3 separate regions of the Zea mays genome follow, and regions 2 and 3 are each linked to region 1. A link is a contact called in public Hi-C data. All regions are on one chromosome and are shown on one strand. The core of a region is the stretch at or near the end of the contact, and the rest is flanking DNA. Distances in the headings are between cores, read along the strand shown. Region 1 holds the start of LOC100277379. Region 2 holds the start of LOC100279829. Region 3 holds the start of LOC100284971.

Region 1 (3,794 bases), core at 692-3,191:
GGAGTATATCACCTTCTGTAGACATGTGTCGGCTTCGGATCCGCCCATGTGGTGGAGTCGGGCGCTGTTGTGGACCCAGAGTAGTCGCCTGAGACTGGGGCGAGTCATGGCCTAGTCCCACACATAGCACCTTTACCACGCGACTAAGTGATAGCCGTGTGGCCACTGCGTCTTTACACAGTAGTAAGGGGTACCCTAGTTTCAGGGTACCGACAAAGCTCACCATTGCTGTCTCACACCCCTCACATGAGAAGAACATGTGGTTCAAGAGGAGCCGCCCAGCGAGAAGTTCGACTTAATTTAGGTGGCGTCTCCCAGTCAGCTTTGTGGCGCCAGGGAAATAAGATTTAGTTTATTTTATATTTATCATTTATTTTGTAAGACTTACGCCTATGTAATAAGTACATTTATGATATTTATGACATTTATCTCTATGTGCTTGTAATTGTATGTGTTGTTCTTTTTTGACGCACATATGAGATACATCTATAATTCTTTATAGTTCGATATACAGTTTTGAACCCTGAATCTCCTAGGAGCGGAGTAGGTAGTACGGTTTAGAATGGGCATGGGCCGAGAAGGAAAGTTGAGCCTTTTGGCCTAGTGCGGAGCAGTCGCTTAAATCCAAACTACCCAAGCGACCCCCAGGCCCACTCGGCGGAATCTTCGCCCCAGCCGGCGGAGGCGGAGGCGGAACTTGCAAGTTTGGATTCTGGAACCGCTCCGCTCGCAATTTCAGACGGATTTTCATGCGGATTCCCTGCGGAACACACGCAAAAACCTACGCCATGAAGGCAGCCGTGACCAAAGTCAGTGTGCCGGGCTGCCGGCTGATCTGATCGTCGTAGCTAGCCAGGGCGCTGGCAGCACAAGTCCATGCATTCAATTCAAGAACAAGCTAGTCTGAAAAATCAATCGCAGAAACCCAAAGTAGCACTAGGACGAACGGACCAAGCGACGACGAAACGAAACAACAGTACAGTACAGTACAGCAACCTCTCCGGCTAAAGCAAGATGTATGTATGATCCGCACAGCAGAAAGCAGGGGACAGCTAGCAGGGGATCTTGGAGGTAAACCAGGTCATGACATGGAGCGGCGCCTTGACGAGCTCCACGGCCACCTCCAGCAGCACCGTCACGCAGAGGCAGCAGGGGCATAAACGAGATGGGCAGCCTGGATGCACGGACCAAACGGACTGAAGCTATCAGTTAATCTGCTTACTTTAACGGGAGAAGGGAGAAGAAGAAAATAAAGGGGAGCAAGATCGAACAAGAAGGAAACCACGCACCCGATGATCCAGATGACGGCGCCGACGAAGGAGACGAGGACGGCGAGCAGCGCGAAGGGCAGGCCCAGGAGCCACCCGAGCGGCCGGCACTCCCCGTCGCCGCCGCAGCACATCGTCCGCCCTTGACCAGCCGGCCCGCCTCCCCTTCCCTCTCCGGCTCCGCCGTCGCTTTCTAGGTTGGCCGCGCGCGAGGGAAAAAGGAAGGGAAACCGAGCGCGCGCACCAAGACGACAAGAGGTCCGGCCCGCCGGACACGGTCGATAGGTAGTATATATGGAGAAGATGGAGAGGCAGGAGGCGCGCGGTTTCGTGGTCGCTTTCCTTGCGGTGCCCAGCACGCTTTCTCGTCTGACTTTCCAAGGGATAGACGGGGCCGGGTGGGCAGTCTGGCAGACAGTGAGGCAGCCGCGGCAGGGCAGTTTCCGTCGGGGATGGCGTGGCGGACGGCAGCGATGGAGCGACAACGGAACCGTTGGCCAGCTCCCCCAAGGCCCCAACGCACTCGCCGGCCACGTCACGGGAGTCCGTGGGCGGAGTTTGACTGATGGCGCACGCGTTTGGCCGTGGCGCCCGTGCCCGTGGGCCGCCGCCGCCCGCCGGCTGCCTCCTCCTGTCTTGTCCTCCCACGTTCTCGTTGAGTTCTTCTCGTCCAGGTCCAGGTGTCCAACCAACCTCAATGATTTCGCAATCAACAAGATGCCTGACTGCCTGAGGCCTGACTCAGAATTTTAAGTTCGTTTCGGACCAAGGTTATTACACATGTTTATTTTTTAAAAAAAATACTTGTTGCAATTCGATTTTCGATTGCAAGAATAAAAAAACTAGGCAAAATCAAGAATAAGACAAAACTTGATCTAGGATGGATTTACAAAAACAATCAACAACTAGTTAGTTGCTCGTGCATCACTACTATTTTCATATTTAATATATAGTTTCTCTCTACTATACAAACCAATATGAGTTATATAAAGGAAGGTCTTGCTAGAGACCATGGTTCAAATTATTAATAATATGTTTGGTTTGAGGTCAAAGTAGGATGAATCGGGGGCGACATCGTCTCCTCGATTTTTTGGGATCACGCCGCTCCCAAAAATCACTCCAGTGTTCACCTCGCCCCCGCTTGACTCTCAACCAAACACTATAGAAAATGTGGCGGCCTCATTCCATCCCTCCTTGTACATTGAACCAAACGCACCCTAATATTTTATTTCGCTAGCCGTTGGAAACACTTGCTACATGCGCGTAGAGAGGAAAACACACGACAGGAACTAAGGGTTATTTCTATAACCAAACAACGACAAATATTTAATATATTACAATATAAAATCAAATAACAAATAACCATAGTAGTAATAATAATAATATACTTTATTTTTTTGCATGGTCTTTAAAGCAGAACTTTGACCATTTTTTTTTTTGAAAATATGCCATCATTAAATACACAATGAGCATCATGTTAAAGCATTTTTAATACAAATTCAGGTATATAACATACATACACTAAAAAATATGCATTTTTGGTTGAATTGTTAGTCAAAGTTACGTTGACTTTTTTTAAAAAAACATGCACGTCTTATTTTATGGGATAAGAGTATTATTTAGTTGCACAAAGAGTATTATCTAAAATCATCTTAAATTTTTTTAGGACGTGAAATATAGAAGAAGTGGAACGTAAAACTGAAACATAGGAGAATAGGTGGCACAAATGTATATAAGGATCATCATTCAAACCGTCAGACGCTTCTCCACCATTCAAACTGTCAGATGCTTCTCCTTCACCGTTGCAACTGCAAGGTGTACTGCTGCACTCTCAGCAGCTCAGGGCGATCGCAAAGTAAAGGGATCAGATGGACTAGCAGTTGCAAAGTTAGAACACATGAGCAGCTCAACTAGGAGAGGCGGGGCAACAAGAGAGGACGATCAATGGCAATGCAAACCTTTTACTAAAAATGAAAACTGATTCAACAAAAAAAAATTACACGGCTATAGCAATCGTACCATCTTACAACAGGGCGAGGCTCGCCAGGTTCCTGGTCTTCACCTCGCCACTTGTTTCACTGCCCCAGGTTTCAGGTCTCCTCCTATCCAATTCCAATGTGAGGTAACTTGCAGCTCGACGACTAGGCAAACACGGCACCCTACACAACTGCGGGTAGTTGTACAAATGAAATCGGAGCATGTGCTATATCGGACAACCACTTGTGTGGACAAAACGACAAACAGCATGGCACTGGGTTAGAGTTCCTATATGACCAAAATTTACAACAGTCGCCGCCCGACAATTTCACGCTAGAATCCTTCCTTAGTTGAACTAAGTTGCTATGTCCTTTCCAGTGCCCCCATCAATATCTGCACAGAAGGAAGTTCTACATGTCAGATTCATCATTCATGATCGTGTGATCATGAAACTAGTTATAATTTAATCAGTTTATTTATTCCGTACCATGATTCGCTAAAAACTTGCTTTAAAAGAAACAAAATTTTATGCAAAACGAGTAGTGAAAC
Region 2 (3,737 bases), core at 294-2,793, 190 kb after region 1:
ATCAAATATAATAGAAAGCATATCAAACAAAATCTTTCACAACGGCTCTGGCTCCTCAATGGCTAACGCAACACCAACTAACCAACATCACCAAATGACCTACAATAGACCAATAACGAAAGAACAATACAATGTTACATCAATCTATATCTAGGGGACATGGAGAAAGAAGAAAGGGGACTGAGCTAGAGCACCAACTTACCTACACAACTGGATCACTAGAGTCACTAGCGAGGAGCATTAGATAGTCTAGCTTAGGATTGAGTAAAGGGGATTAGGGTTAGAGTTAGAGATCTCAGGAGGATAGAAGGAAGATGCAAGAACTAGTGAACATATATCCATAGATGTCCAAACAGCGTGACAAGACTATGATAATGATAGTTTCCACCCGCATTGCCGCTAGAGATGGAGGAGTCGAGGTAGAGATATAATTTGATACACGGTTGAGGGAGAGAGCGGTGCTGACATATTAAAAATGAGAATGGTTAGGGTTCAGAGAAGACCACCAACGCCTGACCTAACACTCAGTTTATATGGGGACCGGGCACCAAGCCAAGGTCGTGTCTAGCATTGTAACGGGTTGTGCTCGTTCCTAGCCCAACGTGTCGGCATCTCAGCCTATGCATTACATGCCTCTCATGCCGGGTTAGCATGAGTATGGATGAGGGCGAAACATTCCAATACTCGTATATATATATATATATATATATATATATATATATATATACTAGTCAGTTGCTTGTGCTTTGCTACGGTTGTTATATATCATATAAATAGGTATTGAGATATTTATTAAATATAATTATTGTTTATTTTTAAGCACTACGATATGTGTAGTTTGGTGGTTAGCTCCAAATTTATGGAGCAGGGTGCATGAGTTTGAGTGCTCGTTCTAAGCTATTTTTTGCGCGGGAGGGGTCGGTGCTGGACAGGAGCAATAGCTGACGGAGCGGGCGCTGTGGGGTCCACAGGACATTAGCTAAGAGAGCGTTGCGCGGGCGCTGGGCGTGGGGCCCACAGGGCACGGTGGCAAGGCAGGGCGCGTGGGGTAGGGCCGGTAGGCCCAGAGTGTCCGCACGGAGACTGAAGCTATGGTACTGCCCACATTAGGTTCTTAATAAAGTAGTATAAATATATGTGAATGTTTTGGCCAATAAAATAAATCTATGGATAAAGTATTTAATTCATAACCATCTCTGAATTAGGGATGTAAATGATACGAATATTATCCATCTGTATTCTAACTCGATCTGTATAAGAGGGATGAGATCTGATCCATATTCGAGTTCAATTATTCAGTACCCGATCCGTATCCGATTTATATCCGTATCTTAGTCAAAATTGTATATTAAAATATCTATATTCATTCAAATCACATCCAACATAACTTGATAATATATAATATATGTACTCGATATAAAAATAAATATGATACGAATAATATACTTCTGTCATCTACTCCTAAGTCCTAATGAAATAAATACCTAAAAAATCTAGGTACCTATTGTCATCTCTACTCACCAGGTCCAGCCCTATCTGACCCGCCCATCTTTCGCCCTCCCCATCCCGTCGTGGTTGCGCGTCGACGCCATCGACCGACGCTGCCTGCCCACTTCCCCCGCTCCCGTCGCGGCTTGTTAGTCTCACCTGGTCCATCGGCGGCCCCTCTCACCGGGACGCGAACTCCTCCGCGCTTCCTTCCGCCGAAGCGAAGCGCTCTACCCACCTTCGTCCTTCTGCACTCTTCTGTACGGGCGTGGAACGTAGATCTGTCTATGCTGGCACTGGTTTCTGCTTCCCTTGGTAAGGAATCCCTAGCTTGCCTGACTGCATCGGTCTAAGAGGGCACCGGATTTTTTTCCCTGGGAGTCGGCTTGTATTCCTAATTTTTTGTTAAGGGTTTGGCTGTTTGCGGTCGGGGGTACTGTTATCTCTGTATCCTCCAAAAAACACGAGTTCAACTGAAACCCCCACGCACCAAAATTATGGATTTTCACTTCGATAGTTGTTTATTATTTTAAAAAACAAACTTGGTTGCTGAATAAGTGAAGTAGCTTCTGAACACATAATTACATTTCGTAATTTATTGTTGAGAAAGGGGAGGCAGCAGCAAAGATAAAAGGAAACCATTGGTTTTTGTTTTGTTTTGTTTTTCGAGAGGAGCAAGCCATTGTTACTGGAGACCATTGTGTTTTCAGCAACGATGTGCTGGCTTCAATCACTAGGAAGCTGATTGTGTCCACTGCCCACCATTGCAAATCTAACCGTACTTAGTCAGTGATGTTTTTTTTTTTTTGTAAATATGTATCTGGGGGGTATCTGAGTAGTCCATTCTGCAGGTGTAGCTAAAGATTTCACCAGCATACAATGCAGGTTACTAAAGGACTTCAAACTACATTGAAGTCACCTTTTCACGAATTTTTTAAGTCACACTTATTCTAGGCATGTTAGGTCTCCTGGAGATGTGGTTCTGTCAAAGCCTAGAGGGAGGCCTTTTGTCTCAACTTTTGATTTCAGGAAACTTTGCCCTCAAATCGATTAGCAAACTGACGATGTTACTACTGGAAACAGGACATTGGATTGCTATATAGTATATAGATCCAGTTTCTACACTCCAACACAAAGCAGATGGCCTAAACTAGTAACCAATAGGCAGGACACTAATCTAACGTTTGTACCCTGCACGAATGATCGGTAGCCACAAGACCATTTCCCTGTTTGGAATGAAACTATTTTTGTTGTTGCTTTAATGGACAATTTACTCTTGTTAATGCTGTGCAGGTCAGTATTTCTGCAGCTAAACAGATAATTCACATTTGTTGCTATCAAGTTATTTGAAAGTTTTTTTATGGTTGAGAGAAACAGATATTCTTCACCTAGTGGGTCTGCTCATTGATGGAAGACAACCAGATTTTGGTTCAGTCAGAGCATAACCTTATACCAGGTTCGCGGACCCTTGTCATTGGTCAAGAGTTTGCAGATGTTGACACATGTCGGAGGGCTGTCAAGGACATGGCCATTGCTTTGCACTATGAACTCCGTGTAGTGAAATCTGATCGTAGCCGTTTCATTGCAAAATGCTCAAAAGAAGGTTGCCCTTGGCGTGTGCACATCGCCAAGTGCCCCGGCGTTCCAACTTTCACTGTCCGGACTTTGCACGGAGAGCACAAATGTGAGGGTGTTCTTAACCTGCATCATCAGCAGGCTACTGTTGGTTGGGTTGCTAGGTCTGTCGAGGCAAGACTCAGGGATAACCCGCAGATTAAGCCAAAGGAGATACTGCAGGATATTCGAGAGCAGCATGGGGTCGCTGTTTCTTATATGCAGGCATGGCGTGGAAAGGAGAGAAGCATGGCTGCAGTTAATGGTACTCTTGAGGATGGATACCGACTTCTTCCTGCATATTGTGAGCAGATTGTTAAGACGAATCCTGGTAGTGTTGCAACCTATAGAGGTATTGGACCAGGGAATGCCTTCCAGCGGCTGTTTGTCTCGTTTCGTGCATCCATTTATGGTTTCTTAAATGGGTGCAGGCCCCTTCTAGAAATTGACAAGGCTGACTTGAAGGGAAAGTATCTTGGGACATTGCTGTGTGCTTCAGCTATTGATGCTGATCACATGATGTTCCCTCTAGCATTCGGTGTTGTTGATTGCGAGAGCGATGATAACTGGAATTGGTTTATATCGGAATTGAGGAAGATGCTCGGAGTTAACACAGATAAGATGCCGGTGTTGAC
Region 3 (3,650 bases), core at 990-3,489, 200 kb before region 1:
ACATCTTAGCGATGGACTTTTGACAACACCTGCTCCTTAAAAAAATAAACAAGATCACGTCCACGGACCAGTTCATCCACGACGCGACGCACCTGCCTATCGACTTCAGATCGAGCTGGCCGCACACGCACGCACACTCTCAAACAAAGCAAGATGCAACAGAAATATCGCCCGGTTTCTTTCCCTGCTCAGTTTTCTTGACTACGATAGATATGGGACAGCTATGAACAGAGAGGAGTAGAAGACCGGCCGGCACGCGCGCCTTATCGTCCTCCTTCCGGTTCGTTTCGTGTTTGTCATCTATCTCTGTCTCGCTCTCTCTACACTTCTACTACAAGCAACCAATCCAATTTGCAGGTCGGTAATAAGGACGCACATACGACGGCGCCCAGAGCCGGAGGAGTAGTCTGTACTGGGCGGGCGGGGCCGGCGTTGGAGAAGACGGTGGATGGACGACGTTAGCCGAGGTGCTTGGCGTCGAGGATGGGCGGGTCGGCGAAGGGCCCGTAGAGCCAGCCCCTGGCGATGTGGCCGTAGGCGGCCTCCGTGAGGTGGATGCCGTCCCAGCTCCAGTGGTTGGAGGGGTCCGGGCACGCGTACGCCCCCGGCTCGCCGCACTTGGACGTCAGGTTGAAGTTGTACTCGCCCACGCCCGGCGCGCCGCAGCACGCCCGCGGCGTCTGCTTCAGCATCCCTGCGGCGCACAGCAGAAACAATCTTCTCAGAACATGGAGCGCAAGTTCGAGAGCAGAGCAGAGGCCCGCGCGCTTCAAAGTCGCTCTCTTTTTATTTTAGGCTGATCGATGAGGTCACGGGACCGCGCCAACACGCAGCCGTCCCAACCACCCCGCCCCGCCACGCTTGATTCGTTTGTTCGCCCAGAAATGCGTCCCTGCCCGCGTAAGACCGTGGATTTCTCGTCGGAATGGAAGGCAGATTCGCCCCTGGGTTCCGGTTGAGCGGCCAGCGATGGAATGGAAGGCAGATTCGCCCAGCGACGTGCCGCGGCCGCTTCTGCTTCAATTATTACTCGCTCCCGCACGTCGTCGTCCCCCATACTTTTTTGAATGCGTGAACGGACGAATTTCCGTGATCTTATAAACAAGATACCGTATTTCTCGGCGTGGAGGACGAACTGGATGGCCGGCGTGTAGTAGTCGGCGTACACGATGCGCACGCCGGGGTGCCTGGCGCGGAGCTCCTCGACCTTGCGGCGCAGCGCGGCGTTGTGCACCCACGACAGCGTGTTGAGCTCCTTGACGCAGCCGCTGCGGGCGCCGTAGCCGCCGGCCGGCTGCCTGCGGAAGATGGAGAGGTAGACGGGGAAGCAGCCGATGGGGAGCACCCCGGGCACCACCAGCTCCGCGGCGCCCTCCGCGATGAGCCGCTCCACGCCCCGCCCGATGGACTCCACCACGTGCGGCACCATGTCGTGCGCCTCCGCCAGCGGCCGGAACGCGAACAGCGGCGAGTTGTAGTCGTTCCCGCCGAACTCGCCCACGATGAACAGCGACCGCCGGAACAGGTCCCGGCACTCCTGCTCCTGCCCGCACAGCTTGGGCTTCATGTCCTGGAACCACTGGATCTGCGTGTGCAGGGACCCCGAGTTCCAGACCGTCTTCCCCAGCCCGCGCTCCACGAAGAAGGGCGTGTCCAGCGACGTGGCGCCCGTGATCGCGAAGTTGGCGCCGCGGTGGAACGTCGCGTTCTTCGCCTTGGACGGCGGCAGCAGCGGCACGCCCAGCTCCTGCGCTGCTCGATCGCCGGGGAGGAGGACACGCAAGCAAATACGGCGGTTATTAGACCGATCGATCGAGTGGCCAGCACAGCATATAGAATAATGCAACATGTGTATCTGTATCCACGCGCGCGCGCGCGCGTACCGATGAAGTCAACGACGAGGCGGCCGTCGGAGCAGCGGCCGGTGGGGTAGCCGAAGTGGGTCATGCCGTAGGGCAGGCGCGCCGTGGCCAGGTAGTCCGGGATGCCGTCCACCACCAGGTTGCCGGCGTCCACCAGGGAGTCCCCGAAGTTGAAGATGGCCGCGTACTCCCGCGCCACGGCCGCCCGCACGAGGAGGACGAGGACGGCGGACCACGCCACCGGCAGCCGGACACCCATGATATGACGACGACCGACCGAGGCGATGCAGCGGAGTCCGCAACACGGCACCACCAGGCGCCGGCACCGCGCGTCGTCGTCGGCGCGCGATCGCGTTCGTTGCTTGCCGCTGCCGCCTGCTGCGTGCCTTCTCGCTTCGCGCGTTTAAATCCCCGCGCGGAACGGAGCTGGTCGTCGCCGGGCCCGGGCTGCTTAAACTAATCGGGGGAGTTTGCTTGTCCCGATTGGTCTGCTGGCTGCTGCGAGAAGAGGAGGACGAGTGCAACTGGCCTAGACTAAAGTTTGATCGGGTCCTTTCGATGGAGTGGTGGCTAATTAATTGGCATGCATGACGCAGTCATGAGCACGACGTCCGCCTGTAGTTGAGCTCCATGCATCCAGCCACTTCAACAACCGCCTGTAGTACAAGAAAGGTTGTCAAAATCGTTCTCTGACCACTGACCTTCAAGTAAGATCGTAATTTTGTCAAATCGTAAAAACTCAGAACGAAACTTCTCGGTTAGCATCGTAAAGTGGTGATTTTTTTTCTGTTTTCTCACCAGTACACGACGACATAACCAAGCTACATCTTAATTTTGTTTTAGTATATCTTATCCTCTAGAAATTAACTACCATGCTGGATCTTAATTTTTGTTTATCTACTTTTTTATCCCTCTATATGTTAACTATGCTACTTGGGTTTTGCATTGGTTACCCTTTATTTTTCTTTATAATAACATCTTTTATCCGCTATAAATTAACTACGAAACCTCTCTCCACAAATGTTTGTTGCTATGGAATTCGTGTCGGTCAAACTTTCTTGAGTTTGACTAGATTTATAGAAGATATTATCAACGTTTATATCTTCGAATAATTTAACTACAAAAATAGATTTAAAGATCTATCTAATGATACTAATTATGTACTATAAATATTAATATTTTTTATATAAATATGATTAAAGTTAAAAATGAATGACTCCTCAAAAAGTAAGAACGAACAATATTTGTGGACGGAAGGAGTAGTTTTTTTAGTAGTGCTCGCTAAGGAGGGTATTTGTGTTATATATATATTTTTTAAAAATAGTCCCTCTACCATCATATATTAGTGACTATTATCATGTTATTTATTAGTGCATTCGGTTTTACCAAAACATAATATGGTTTTAAGAAATTGTATAATATGTTTTATGCGATATGCACTAGTAGAAAAATGGTCAACACCTACGAGACGATATATTTTTACAGACGGATCCGGTTATCCACCGACTGTGCTATTTCTAGTGGCGGTTTTCTTAAGGAACCGCCACTAGAAATCATTTTTATCCTTAATTTTTCGAGTTTTTCAAACGACCTCGTATGACAAAACCATCAAAATAAAAGTTGTAGATCTCTAAAAGTTATGAAACTTTGTAGTTGACAACTTTTTTATTTGAACTCATTTCGGTTCTCAAAAATTGAATCTAAGTATGTCAAATTTAAAATTCAAATTTTGTAAACTACCTCGGATGAAAAAAGTGTCAAAATAAAAGTTGTAGAACTTCAAAAGTT

Evidence for each region. Hi-C and Micro-C count contacts between places; a contact is called where the count stands out from the background.
Region 2: a contact with region 1 is called in a Hi-C map of bundle sheath, with 2.1 times the contacts expected there. The contact joins the promoter of LOC100279829 here to the promoter of LOC100277379 in region 1. A contact is called at or near these places in 4 of 25 Hi-C or Micro-C datasets (bundle sheath, ear and leaf).
Region 3: a contact with region 1 is called in a Hi-C map of leaf, with 4 times the contacts expected there. The contact joins the promoter of LOC100284971 here to the promoter of LOC100277379 in region 1. A contact is called at or near these places in 10 of 25 Hi-C or Micro-C datasets (ear, endosperm, leaf and 2 more).

What each region holds. Positions count from the first base shown.
Region 1 is chr8:25,172,816-25,176,609 of Zm-B73-REFERENCE-NAM-5.0, reverse strand. LOC100277379 reads right to left here and starts at 1,941. Exons shown (of 2, transcript XM_008657550.4): 1 at 1,290-1,941; 2 at 862-1,174. The coding sequence starts at 1,402. The coding sequence ends at 937. LOC100274451 reads right to left here. Exons shown (of 5, transcript NM_001148810.1): 5 at 3,212-3,638.
Region 2 is chr8:24,979,631-24,983,367 of Zm-B73-REFERENCE-NAM-5.0, reverse strand. It overlaps LOC100279829, which reads left to right and starts at 1,543. Exons shown (of 2, transcript NM_001152783.2): 1 at 1,543-1,803; 2 at 2,782-3,737. The coding sequence starts at 2,896.
Region 3 is chr8:25,374,114-25,377,763 of Zm-B73-REFERENCE-NAM-5.0, reverse strand. It overlaps LOC100284971, which reads right to left and starts at 2,239. Exons shown (of 3, transcript NM_001157866.1): 1 at 1,884-2,239; 2 at 1,111-1,752; 3 at 1-694. The coding sequence starts at 2,121. The coding sequence ends at 459.